2 separate regions of the Gossypium arboreum genome follow, and region 2 is linked to region 1. Evidence: chromatin contacts called from public Hi-C data. All regions are on one chromosome and are shown on one strand. Each heading gives the region's core, a stretch centred on a gene start, on an enhancer-like site or on the middle of the called end of the contact. The rest is flanking DNA. Distances are from core to core; before and after follow the strand shown. Region 1 holds the start of LOC108465666 (sialyltransferase-like protein 1). Region 2 holds the start of LOC108479603 (putative pentatricopeptide repeat-containing protein At3g01580).

What was found. A called contact is a pair of places that touch in the nucleus more often than the background predicts.
Region 2: a contact with region 1 is called in a Hi-C map of leaf, with 2.8 times the contacts expected there. The contact joins the promoter of LOC108479603 here to the promoter of LOC108465666 in region 1. A contact is called at or near these places in 2 of 5 Hi-C or Micro-C datasets (both in leaf).

What each region holds. Positions count from the first base shown.
Region 1 is chr3:58,206,503-58,214,053 of ASM2569848v2, forward strand. LOC108465666 (sialyltransferase-like protein 1) reads right to left here and starts at 2,257. Exons shown (of 11, transcript XM_017766042.2): 1 at 1,846-2,257; 2 at 1,637-1,749; 3 at 715-801; 4 at 531-608; 5 at 358-449; 6 at 26-227. The coding sequence starts at 1,960.
Region 2 is chr3:58,387,655-58,394,617 of ASM2569848v2, forward strand. LOC108479603 (putative pentatricopeptide repeat-containing protein At3g01580) reads left to right here and starts at 4,032. Exons shown (of 1, transcript XM_017782314.2): 1 at 4,032-6,963. The coding sequence starts at 4,086. The coding sequence ends at 6,584. It overlaps LOC108477402, which reads right to left and starts at 3,972. Exons shown (of 10, transcript XM_017779941.2): 1 at 3,837-3,972; 2 at 3,666-3,740; 3 at 3,486-3,572; 4 at 3,272-3,328; 5 at 1,816-1,908; 6 at 1,164-1,236; 7 at 989-1,064; 8 at 743-833; 9 at 1-118. The coding sequence starts at 3,887. LOC108479604 (protein KINESIN LIGHT CHAIN-RELATED 3-like) reads right to left here. Exons shown (of 3, transcript XM_017782315.2): 3 at 6,644-6,963. The coding sequence ends at 6,957.

The DNA of each region.
Region 1 (7,551 bases), core at 1,007-3,506:
TTTGGCGTGTGTATTTTCAATTTACCTCATTGACAGGAGCCTCATTGTCTCGTATAACAGCGTCATGACTATCAATTTCTTTCCCAAATTCTGTCTTTAATAGATCACCTGAGTTCCCAACAACTGCACATGTGCGAAACTGGCGTGGGTGGAATGGGGGCTTTGCTGGTAGAAGCACATTAAGATGTTCTTCACAAAGTGTTTGATTGTAGCATTTATCAGCTCCCCTGCAAACCACGACGAAAAAAGTTTACAAGTTCACTTAATTCCGACAAACAATTTTTGCAGCAAATATGCTTAAAGCCAAATCAGAAAACCGGAAAAGATAAACCAGTGTATGTGTCAAGAAAATCATACAATTGTGCAATCCTTTTTGCTGCATAGTCCAACCATCCATCTGGCCGGGCATCTAGATATTCTCTAGTTAACACTGTTGTCATGTTACGGTACTGCATTTATAAAGGCATTATTAGGAGGACAAATGACTCCTCAGTGGGCAAATATAACAAGGAAAAGGATTGAACATTAACCTGTTCCCACAAAAGAATGGCATCACAAATATCATAATGGTACTCCAATGGTTCAAAAACCTTAAACTGCTCATTATACTGTAAACACCAGGAACAATCAGCAGACAAATGCATTTAAAAATAATTGAAGAGCAAAAATGGGGAGGGGGGATGCATTATTAAGAGGAAGGAAAGAAAACCAGACCCAAGTGCTGTTTGTGCCTTCAGGAAACTTAAGAGTCAATTTGCAAAGGTCGACAAGATGTGCAGTGAGTCCAAGTCCTCTATTCGCCTACATCCATTCATGTCAGTAAATGCAGACTTCCACAAATGAAATACAGTCATCATCAACTCACAAACTCATCCAATTCTCGGCAAAATCAGCATTTAGATTGAACTAAACTAATCCAAGTTTTCTTATTATTGTTTAATGCAACATGGAATGGAAACAAGAACATCATCTGAGTTTTTTTGTGTTTTTTTTTATCTTAAGACTTGATTTAAGCAAACACGTGTTTAGGAAAAGTGACTTCCATCCAATCACCTAAGTGGAGGGAATGCCAGCAAAATAGATTGTTTCTAACCAGAAGGGAGGGAGTTGTTGCATAGACTGTAAGGTGATACAGGAGGCAAGTACAGCTACACAACATCAGCTTCCAATATGTTCATTTTCTAAAGATGTATAAAAAAGCTAGACCTATTCTAGATCCTAGGATTAAATGGTGGAGGTTGAACAGGGGCACGCAAGCACTTTTAAGTAATAGAGTAACCTGAGAGGCAAATTGAGAAGACGATTTCATACCCAGTATGATATGGAAAAAAATGGTTTATTGTGCTAAAGAGGTGACTGAGTAACTTGGTGAATCAAAGGATATAATGCCGCCATATAAGGATGCATCATGATGGAACGAAGAAGTACAACTATTAAGAACAAACGAATTTTCTATAGAAACTTAGGAAATACCGTGGATACAGATTGCTTTGAGAAATATAAGCCAGCAAAGAAAGAGGTCAAAAGCGTTGTAAGGGAGGTTGAATATTTTGTCATGTATATTTTATTTTATGGCAAACAGAAACTATAACAAAATAAAATAAAAAACTTTAAACTAATATAGAAAAGAACTGACCACGCATTGTTGAACACTGGTTTGAAAGTCGGCTAAACTCCTGAGTTCCTGAGGGCTGAGATCTGATACCTGCACTTTTTCTTTACCGAGATCTATTTTTCTGTTAATACGACCTGAAAACCAAGAATAAAATTAAGCATATTCAGAAATAAGCAATAAAAGGAAACTTCAATAGTTCAGAAATAGAGCTTCAGAAAGAACTAAAGAACCTGAGAAGAAAGAAGATTGGATTCCGAAAAGAAGAAGAGAAAAGAATGCAGCAGCGCAAACCAGAGGGAGAAGCGTGGATTTCTTGTGAGACTGAAACTGAGACCGAGATCTCATTGTTTCTCCACTTACAATCGGGGTTTATGATGTGAATTAGGAGCCCCTACACCTGCTTCTGCACTGTTATTAGAGTAGCAGATTGGATTTATATATCACTGAAAGTAATCAATTGATGCCAATTTTGATTTCTGGGTGGATTAGTTTCGACATCTTGTTAAAAGGATGACGCCAAAGAAGCAGAAATGTTTGGAACTGAGAGCCACAATTCTATTCTGGGATGATAAATCAAGACCAAATCAGAATAATGGACTATGAGCTTTCCTGTTGTATGCTAAGACTGATACTGGGAGTTCCACATTTTTCTGGACTCTAAATCCAGCCCAAGTTTATATAGAGAAGCAAAGCCGAAGCCCTAAACAATTAGCCTCTGTTTCTTTTTCTTTTCTTTTTCTTTTTAATTAGAAAACATTGTTAAAAATAAAGATATGTAAAAACAATAATTTGTTTTCATTATTTTTACTAAAAATGTTTTATAAAACTGAAAATGATAAAAAATTATTTTTAACTTTAAATGAATTCACATTCAAACTCATATAAACACAAAAATATTCTTTTTTCAACAAATTTTTAAATATTAAATCCTACCCTCATTGAAATTTATTTTATTTTATTTCTTATATTTCTGTTATAACAAATGTTTTCATGTTTCTATTATTGAAAATAAATATTTATTTCACAAACTAAGTACAACCTTAGTTAATCAATTTTTTCAATATTTCAAAGTTTTTCTTATCTTAACTAGTGATTAAGGATTCGAACTTCACTCTAAATATGAAGCAATTTAAAATTCGTAGTCAATATTTATCTCTTAATTAGCTTACAAAACACGAAGAATAGCTGGATACATACCGTGAAAAATCAGAGGAAATATAACAGTTTTGAAATCTATATAACTACACCCTATTCCTCCTATTGACACGTGGGCACCACCATGTTTTTTTTTTCATTTTACAAAAATGGTTTAATTTCAGATTTAGACATTTTATTATACTTAAAATTGAAATTTAATCATTATACTTTAATTTTAACATAATTCAATCCTATATTTTCATGATTATTAGTTAGTCTAAATAGTTAATATAATTAAATTTTCTATTAAAATTTATTTTTGGTTATATATAAATTGAAAACTTTAAGGGTATTAAAGACATCATATTTTGGGTTTGCCTTACTTTTTTTTTATATATATTACAAGATAATGGTTAAATTTCAATTTTGGCTTCTATACTAAGCTAAAACTTGGTTTAAATCCATATACTTTAATTTTGACACAATTTGGCCATTCTACTTTTATAATGTCATTAATTAGTCTAAATAATTACTATTGTTAACTATATCAAATATTATTTCAACAAAAAAATATTCTTATCATGACTAATTCAAATGTGTGTTTTAAGAAGAAGAAAATCACATAAGCATTCTCAACACATTTTTTAGTACATCACTACTAAATAATTTTTTTTAATTTTAAAATGTCACATCATTAAATTTAACTGAACATTTTTAACAATGATAACAATTAAATCTGAATTTTTAAAGTTGAAACATAGAGGAACTAAAATCTTAAAAAATAAAATAAGGAGACTAAATTACAAATGTATGAAATGTATAGGGACTTAAATCATATTTTAACCTTCAATTTTTACTCCATAATTTGATACAAACAGATAATTAATTCAATTCAAAATGTTACACAATAAATTTAATAAAATAAATTTAAATCTTGATAATAATTAAATCTAAATTTTAAATTTAAAAACTAAAGAGTGAAAAATAAAATAGCATTAGAGTATATTTTATTTTTAAATTTTCATAATTATTTCAGCGTGAATCATACTAATTATTTGTAAAATTAGGTGGATTTGGATGATGGGACAATGAACTAAGTGTTAGAGTATACCCAGCTAAGCAGGGGGCGAATGAAATTTTAATTTTTTATAGTCTATATATTTATAGTTTTTAAATAATTAAATCGAATTTTTATAATCTTATGGGGTCAAAGTGCAATTTTACCTTTAATAATTTAATTTTTTTAAAATTTAAGGGCCTAAATAAAAATTTTACATTTTAAGGGGGCCGGGGCCCCTGCCAGCCCCCCTAAATCCGCCTCTGCAGCTAAGTATTAAAGTGTACCAAAAAAAAAAAAGAGTCGACTATTGGGTTAATTTTAAAGGTAAAATACACCACCAGTCACTTAACTTTGATGCAGTTGACAAAACAGTCACTCTGATTTCAATTCAGTCACTCAACTATCGAAAAATAACAAATCAGTCACTAATGTTATCAAAAAGTGACAAATTAGTCACCCATTAATATTTTTCGTCATAAGCTTAACGGGACTGCTGATGTGGCCAGTTAACTTGCCACGTTGGATGAGGCAAAATTGAGTGACTATTTTTTTTTTGTCCTTCCTTTTTCATTTTTTAATAAATGGCCCAATATTTTTACTTTTTGCTTAAATTGCCCAACATGTTTATGCTTCTTCTTCTCCATCCCAACAATCTTTGTTTTTAAATATGGTGATCTACTTCTTTTTTGTATGGCCCTAAAAATAGGTCTAGTAGTTTCAAGTAAGTTTATCGGGTTTCAAGTGAAAAATTAGGAGCTAATAGAGGTTATTAATAATTTTATCTTAGTTTAGTTAGCTTAATTACATTTAAAAATAGGAATTTATATTCCAGAAAATAAAAATATTTTTAGAAAAATTAATTTTATAATTTTAAATAATTTTCGTAAATTAAATATTTTTGGTCAAATTAGAATTGAAAAATAAATTAAAATGAGGGTTTAATTGAGAGAATTTAAAATATTAATTATATAGGACCATTTTGCAAAACAAGGGAAATGTTTGAGTGGTTTTATGGAAAGTTACCCATATTTTCGGAATTTTGGAGGGAAATGATTACTTTGTAAAACAAGGGAGAATTGTGGAAGTAGCCTGATGGCAATTTTCCCAATTTTTGAAAATCAAGTTGGGTTCTTCCTTAGCTCAAAAACACTGCAACCCCCTCACTTCACACACAATTTTCACCCGATTTCTAAGCATTTTCTCTCATTCTTTTTTTCATTTTCGAAGTCCACATATCACAGATTAGATCTCATCTTTTATTTTTATTTTTTTTCCAAATTCTCTCAAAATTCCCCAGAAAAGATTTTCAAAGTTGGGAAAAAAAACTCATTCGAGTTCTTCAAAAGATCTTGATTCAATATTGATTATTCTAGATCGATTGAAGGTAATTTCTCAACTCTAAATTCATTTTAAAGTTGTTTTTAATCATTATTTTTTATTTAAATCGATTAAAATGGTTTTTCCAATCTTGATCTGTTCTCTCTTGAACATGGAATTCAACAATGGTGAATTCATGGTTTTGAGTTGAAATCCAAGTTTAAATGGATATCTAAGCTTAAATAATGTTTATTAAGAGGTTTTTTTATCAGAAAACAAAAGATTAAACTCGTTTGATTGATCAATTTTAACAAATTCGTTTTTAACTAAGAACATGAGTTGATATTCCGAAAAATTATGAAATGGTTTGTTTAATGAAATTGATGCTTAGGTTTTGTGTTGATAGATTAGAAATGATGTTTAGAAATGGTTTTTGGTGCAAAGAAGGTCATTTAAGGGCTGAAGTTTGTGTTTCGGTTATACCGTGAGTTTTCTGTAAGGTAGATTAGAGAGGCGTTTTAGATCCGTGTAGTTCATGATTTTTTTTTTATTTTCTTATTGTTAATGATAGTTTGTAATGTATTTTATCTCTGTTTAAGCTCCACAACAAGGAGAGGCCATTGTTAATAAGAATCAAGGTCCAAACAGAGCTACTTGATACATTTTGGCTTGAAAAGCAAAGTGTGAAGGTAGGTGGTTTTTAAAGGCAATTGGTAAACATGCCTATTTACTTTCTAAATTGAGACTTTAAATTGTGTTTCTAATGATTCAATTGTATCTCAAATGGTTTAGATTATTTAAATTGATTTTAATTTTGTATAAGCATATTTGTAAACTATTTATAGAAATTGTGAATTGTGTTTGGTATGATTTATTTGGATTGAATTGAATAATAGTTGAAGCATGGATTACTATATATTAGAGCACTTGATGATGATTTTGTTATTGGTTTTAGAACCATGGACAAAGACACATATTGTGCTTATCTAAGTTGGTACTAAAATTGCTAAGTGACATGATTTAAATTGAATTTTTATATCATGAATTAAGTGCTTAAATATCAGTTTTTATGCCCTGTGTGATTGGTTATATTGGCAACAGTGCATGGTGAATCCATTGGATATAGATGGCATGTCATAGGATCAATGAGTACTCACTACTATATGTGTTATTTGTGAGCATATGGCTCTAGGAGTATTGATTTTGTTAGAGTGGTTAAGGGAGTGTTGAGCTTTTTTCTCCACTTAATTATTGGTGATTTCGAGGCGATATAAGGGAGTGTGTGGCTACGCCCCACTCAATCGGAGTATTGTATTCGATATTTGGGAGGTTGGGGATCCGTTTATCCAATGCATAATCATATGTTTATATTTTTCCATGGATGTCATTTGCCAATATAAGTGTCTGTTTGTTAATTAAATTATGTTTCCATATGTCATAATAAATGTGATTTTTACTCATGGAATAACATATGTAATTATGATGTTATGATGTTGTATTGTTGCTGGAAATTTCAAACAATTGAATGCTATAATTGAGCATGAAAATATAACTGGAACTATGATTCATATACTCAAAATTTGATACATGACTTGCCTTGGTTTAAGTATGTTTTTTGTGTGATTTACTTATTGAATTCATGGCCACTCACTGAGCTTTTTCAGCTCACACCCTCACAGCTTTGTGCAGAGTTTTTTTATTTTTAGCTTTAGGGAATTGAGGAGCAAGAGCAAGGCTGGTCCAAGTTTAAGACTTTTTGGTAGTATAGATTAAGGACTCTTCTTTAGAAACATTAGAGGTCATTGTGGCACTCAATTGGGATAATTTGATATACCTGTAATGGACATTTGAGACTTTTATTTGGATTTTAATTTTGAGATGTTATACATGTTTTTTTTAATGATTGATTTTATGGTTAAATGTTGTGTGGATTATGGTATGTTGCTAAGTTGTATCATGGTGATTGAAGCATGAATTTTTCACTAATACATTTTAATTGTATCTTGTTAAGGAGTGGATAGCTTTGTGGCTAAGGTAAGTCCATTGTATGATTTAATTGTTATTTGTTAAGCATGATTTTGAATATTTAAATTCTGAATACAAGTTGTTTGTTAGTTGTAATTAGATTAATTAAAATTGTATATATATGATTGAAGTAATAAAACTTAGCTAATATAGCATTAATTAGTAAATGGATTAAGGAAAAATGGTTAATTAAAATAAATTTTAGGGGTTTCCCAGAATTGATTAAAAGGATGTTGGTAATCATTTAGAATTAAAATCGAGATCGTTTAGTTTTAAGTGGTAAAATAACTAAAATACCTTTAGGGTTAAATCCTTAAAAATAGTTTTAAAATGGTTCACAGATCGCTTCCGCAATAAAATTAGACAATTATTAGCTAGAATTGAGGTGTTACAAGAT
Region 2 (6,963 bases), core at 2,782-5,281, 180 kb after region 1:
ATTGAATGTTCTTAAGTAAATGATCCACCATAATTATCTGTTGTGCTCCACTTAGGGATTCCGAGTTCATGATTGCATTAGCAACAACAACAATGGTGTCTGGAGAGGCAGCATTCACCTTCAATAATGCACCAACTTTTGAGTAGTCTTAGTGTTAAGGAAATTTTCAATAGAGTTCTAACTTCTTGCATTTAAAAAAGAAAAATCAGTTACTTAGGAGGTGTCTGAATTATTTTTTAAGTTGACATGATAATGAAAAGGAACCAGAACATGTTAAAAAGCACCTATGAGGTCCCTGTATCATCAGGACTAGAATAAATTAGTCCCTCTATTATTAAATTGATCAATTTAATCCTTATACTATTAACAAGAATCAAATAAGTCCAAACTGTAATAAAGTTAACATTTTCTGTACAAAAAAAATATCTTGAAAATTATTCTTTTCAGCTACAGTTCCATTCCAAACAAAAGATTTCATTTATAGAAGATAAAACTTTTAAAAATATTAATTCTGTTCAATGGTAAATGATATTTTTTAAACAGTAAAAGTTAACTCTATTCTAATTTGGCCTTATTTGATTCTTTTTAATAGTATATGGACTAAATTGATCCATTTAATAATAGAGGAATAATTTGATTAGGTCCCTATCATACAGGGACCTCCCAAGTACATTTACTTGTTAAAAATAAGAAGATGCAGCTTAAATAACTACAATAAAAATTACTGACTCAAGAATCATACCCAAACCCGGCCATTTAAGCCAACAGCTATTTCAAAGGAGAGTTTCTTGCCAAGAGCCTCAAGAACCGGACATGTTGGTGAACTTAACAGCCTGTAATGGGAAAAAGAGAAGAAGATGACCAAGAGAATTATTCCACCCAAATGAAAAACCTAAAAGCTACCTAAGTGATTTGAAGAAAAGAGCTAAAATGAGCACTGATAAAAATAGAAAGTCAAGTATCTCAAATAAATAAAGAGCTGACTCACTTTCTCGACAGGCCAGTTGAAGTTTCAAACATGTATCCATCTTTGAGGGGGCCAAATTCAGCAGCTTTTCCACTGGCTATACATAACAGACTTTAAAGGTAACGTCTAAACAAAACTAAGACATTCACAAGGAAAGAACGCAAAATTGTGACAAATATAAAGCATATTGACTAACCATCAGTGCAGGACAATTCAGGGTTCATGCCAAAGTTTGCCTTCACAACCCGAAGATAAAGAAGAGTACCAACCTGTAACAATGAGAATTATACACAAGGAAGCATGACTGAGACAAAATACCATATTAATAATTGAAAACATGTGTACATAAAATTCAGAAAACAATCCCATTCTGATTTTAAACTTCAAGATTTGCGAGAATTAATCTCAAAACATTGTTAGTGAGCATCACAAAAATTCTAGAAATGATGAAATATCAATCTCACAGAAGATACAACCAAACAATTATGCATCTGTGTATTGGTGCACAAAGAAAGGAAATTCAGTTGAAATATGATATTTGTATAAATATTCACTCTATGATATTCTGATTTATGCCATCAAAAACTTTGATGAAGTTACTCAAACATCAATAAACCAGAGATGCTCTGCATAGTTCTGGAAAGTCCAAGGGGTCAAACAAGGCTGGGCTTGCTTTCCTCAGCAAATAATGTACCTCCAACTGGTACAGTCCAATCAATCGCATTGAAAATAAGATTGAACTATGAGAAGATTCCACTAATATCTGTCCATGAGTTATCACTGGATAAGAACATCTAGATGAAATGCAATGGCTGGTAAATCGAAACATAAACTGAAAGTATCCATACCTCAAACTTTGGTATATTCCTCCTGGTCCCCCCCTCAAAGGCAAGCACAGGCAAAAAACCCATTGCAGGTCCTTTGATGTCAATCAGAAAATTCTGGAAGGAACAAATGTACAATAAAATAAATAATGAGAAAAGGTAGTTTCCAGTTCAGAAAAGCAGGTTTACCTTTTTAAGATTATGTAATACAAGAAAAATTATGTTTATATAAACAGCTCACATCAAAATATGGATAATTGCAACTAGAAAGGACATGGTAGAGAGCCATATTCAAACAGGGTACAATATATAATTAGCTTCAAAGCAATAAAGTTTTTTGCTTGTGTTAGTTACTTCAAGGTGAAGAATACAACAGTGGAAGTGTCTATCAATCTCCTCCATCCAATTTTATTCTTTCTTCTTTCATCATGAAATCCAAACAAGTTTCACTACACAAGGTGAATCTGACAGTCACAAAGTTGTAGCAGATTCCTTGAAAGCATAATACCATGCCACAGTACTTCACCAGTGGCAAATTCTCACATATAGCTAGTTGTAAGCATAGACAATTTTTAGGCAGTAAACATCTTGAAACCAACAGTATTAGGAAGTGACATTAGAATAAATTTTTATCAAGAAATTAATCTAATTTTATGTCCTCCTTGTTTCATTGTTTACCATACCAAATGCTCCATTGTCAGCTAAATACCTCCTTGACTAACCTCATCGAGATTTTTCTCACTAAATCAACAGTTTTCTCTTCGCACATTCTATTGAAGTTGATGGGATACAGAAGGAAAGGAAGGCAATAATGCAATAGAAACCAAACTTGACCAGGTACATGCAAAAGCAGCATCTTATGTGGAGATCAACTTCTTTTCAAAAGCCTAATACTAAGTTCTACTGGAAAGCAGTTGTTACTTATTCATTATTATAAGATCTCATCCATCTTAGAATTTTCATACTGGACCTGCAAATTCTAACGTGATCTTTGTGAATAAGCTCCTAAATTTCCAGTTAGTATCTATCAATTACACATCAACACATCATCATGGTCATTTCATGCAATCTTCTTTTTCTTTTCATTCACCCATCAAAGAGAATAAACGGGCAATTTACATTATTACAATAAGGCACTAGTAACATAATCGGACTTTCATTTTTCCCTTATCCTGTTATACCTAAAGACGGTGCTCCCTCTCTTTATGGAAGCCATTATCATATAACAGTATCACCTACCACTCTTCATGGTCATAAAGACAAACTCAAGAGAAGAAGGAAAAAAAATGAAAAGAACTCTCAATTTCTTTGCATAGTCTATTCACTCTTCCAAACATAACAGAAGAACCAAATTGATTCCTCTCCTGGAACACCTTTCAAATAGAACGCAAACACAAATATTTCAAACAATACAAAGACAAAAGCGAACTGGAACTGCTAAAGTATTTAACATACAGCTAACAATCAGATGAGGACTTACATCTGCTTTAGAGTCCACCACAATACCAAGGATAGTATCTTCCACGCAAGGCACATACTGTTTAAAGATAAAGAAATGACTACATCACTCACAATTTGATGTCGAAAATACAGGGCGCCCTGTAATAAAATAGCTTTGTACTGACAGTAAACAACAATGCAGCATTCACTCCTTTTTGTAATAAATAAGGAACTAAATAAAGCATGAAGCTAACCCTTTTTTGCGAACTTTCAATCCAGTATTTATTTGGTTTCGAGAACCTAAGTGTTCCGGCCTTCATAGCAGAAATAGCATCACAATCCTAGGTAAAAAGAAATCCACCCACTTTTCATTATCATTAAAGAAACTTTTGAAGCCAAAAATATATACAGGGTCGAGAGTGAAACAGACAGACCTGACGGAGACCACCACCTAGTTTGATGGTCTGGCTGGTCATGGAGGAGAGGTCGAGCACCACATCCCCAGGAACCTAAACGCAGGTGTGTATATATATATTAATATTATTAGCTAGAGTTGAAGAAAACAATTAAAAAATCGAAAAGCATGCAGGATGAAAATTACTTACCACTGTCGAATCAACGAAGCTTGCCGGAGAACTGGACTGTTTGTTTTCCATTCAAAATCCAATTTTTTTCCCCCAATCGAAGGAGCCAAATTGTAGCGAGCTTTCTATTTTGAATGGCGAGTGGGAAGCTCTGCGTTAAAACTTAAAAAGAAACCCCTTTTGTGAGATTTGTTAAAACGCAGCATTTTGTACCGTAAGCCCCGACCCGAGGTTTTAGGGGGAAAAAAAACCCTTTAAAAAAGTTATTTTATGTGCGGTTTTATTTTAGACGTCTCTTCTAAGACTACGAAGAGTAACGCAGAAATGGAAGCTACGAAACTATTCAACCACCACCATTCATTTCACCTACGAAATCACTCTAAGGATCCAGAAAAGCTTCAGCTGTTTTCTACGGTACCTCTTTTCTCCAAAAATATTTCTTTTATAAAAAAATCTTCTCTTTCTAGCAATTCTCAGACTCATTTCACTTCCCTCAATTTCCATGAAAACCCATCTCTGAAACCACAAAACAAAGATGGTTTTTCAAGCAATAAGCTTATTATGGAGTTTAGTGAACAGGGGTTGTTTGAAGATGTTATAAGGGTTTATGTTAGAATGCTTCGAAATGGTTTCCAAGTTCAAGATTTTAAGTTCTTTCCTTGTGTGATTAAATCATTTGGTGGGCTTTCGGATGTTAAAAGCAGCAGGCAAATCCATGGTCATGTATTAAAGTTAGGATTTTTGGCTGATGTTTATGTTGTGAATGCACTTTTGGGTATGTACTTCAAATGTGGGGAAATTAAGGATGCAGTTCAGGTTTTTGAGAAAATGGGTGAAAGAGATTTAGTCTCATGGAATTCCATGATTTCCGGGTTCTATCAATCAAAGGATTACTTGGGTTCACTGATGATCTTTAGTTTGATGACTAAGGAACACGGGTTGTTCCCAAATCGGGTAGGTTGTCTCTCTGCTGTCTCATCATGTGCTTCGATCAAGTCATTGATTCTTGGAAGAGAAATTCATGGATTTGTTTTGAAAAATGGATTGGAAAATGATGAGTTTCTGGTTAGTGGATTGATTGAAATGTACATGAAATGTGGAGATGTGAGAAATGCTGAGCATGTTTTCAATAGTATAGTAAATAAAGAATCAGTGAGAGTAAATACTGTGATTTGGAATGTCATGATTATGGGGTATGTCTCTAATGAGTGTTTGTCAAAGGCACAGGAATTATTTGTTGAGATGTTAGAGTTAGAAATTGAACCAGACTCTTCAACATTGGTGGCTGCTTTAGTTTTGTGCACACAGTTACTTGATTTAAGCTTAGGAAAACAGATCCACAGATTGATACTTGCCTTTGGATTAGAAAACGACACCAGAATTCAAACTGCTCTTATAGAGATGTACTTCAAATGTTGTTATCCTGAATCTGCTTTGAAAATCTTCAGAAGATCTCATAGTGATAACTTGGTAATGTGGGGTGCAGTTATATCAAATTCTGCTCAGAATGATTTCCCCTTTAGGGCACTGGAACTGTTCTGTAACTTCATGTCCAAATATGGTTTCCCTGATTCTCAGATGCTTTTGGCTGTGTTGCGCTCATGCTCATCCTTGGCTCTCAAGGCTAAAGGCATGGAAATCCATTGTTTAGCTGTTAAAACAGGATGCGTTTCCGATTTTTATGTTGGTAGTTCTCTAGTTGATATGTACGGAAAATGTGGAGATATAGAGTCTGCACAAAATATTTTTTCCAGATTACGTTTCAGGGATTTGGTTGCATGGAATGCCCTAATATGTGGATATTCTCAGAATGAGTGGGTGGATGAAGCTTTAGCAGCATTTTGTGACATGCAGCGTGAAGGAATTAGACCCAATTCTGTAACAACTGCATGTATTCTCTCTGTTTGTGCTCACTTGTCAGTTAGGATTCTGTGTAAGGAGGTTCATTGTTTCTTAATACGGCAAGGGTGGAATTCCAATGTTCTTGTGAGTAATTCTCTGATTGCTGCTTATGCCAAATGTGGTGACATCAATTACTCATGGATTATATTCGAGAACATGCATGAAAGAAATCAAGTATCTTGGAATACGATAATATCCGCTTTAGGAATGCACGGTGACATGGACAAAATGTTTGCTTCCTTTGTAAAAATGCAGCATGCAGGCATGAAACCCGACCTTGTAACTTTTACATCCCTTCTTTCTGCTTGCAGCCATGCTGGGAGGGTTGACATGGGATGTAATTTTTTTCAAAGCATGGTTGAAGAATACAAACTTCAGCCTCAAGTTGAGCACTATACTTGTATGGTTGATCTTCTAGGACGAGCTGGCCACCTTAGTCAGGCATATGATCTGGTCATGGACATGCCTTGTGAGCCTGATGATCGTATCTGGGGTTCACTTCTTGGATCTTGCAGAAGTCATGGTGATGAAAAGCTGGCTAAGGTTGTGGCCAATCACTTATTCGAACTTGATGCCACAAGCATCGGTTATCGCGTCCTCCTCTCAAATCTTCTTGAAGATTTGGGGAAAGCAAATGAAGTTGTCAAGGTTAGATCAGAAATTAAAGACATGGGGCTTAAAAAGCAACCTGGATGTAGTTGGATTGAAATTGATAATGACATACATGTATTTGTTGCGGGTGATTGTTCACACCATCAGTTAGAAGAGATATACCCTGTAATAGATAGTTTGACACTAGAACTAAAACAGGCAGGATATGTTCCTCATTTACCCTTAACAACTCTCCTGCTTGATGAGGCTGTTTGATTGTTAATAGTGATATGGTTTCGCATAACATTTTCATAGAAAATGGCAGCTGAACTTGATTTAAGTAGAAAATGCCAACAAAGAATCTTTACTTTTACCAATAATAATAATCACAAACGACAGTGACTTAAAAGTAACCTTTAATCAAATATAAAAGTACAATAAATAGTACATTTCTTTCACCCCCAAACTCCCACTGTCCACCCATTTTTATTATCAATATAGTATTTATATATACCCATCTCCATGCCAAGAATCTATCCAACAAAAAAAGAAAATGGAAAAGAAAACATAGCTCTGTGTTCTTTTTTCTTTCATTTCTTTCTCCATTTATAATATATTATAAAGTACATAAATTCATGTTTAGCATATTCATACC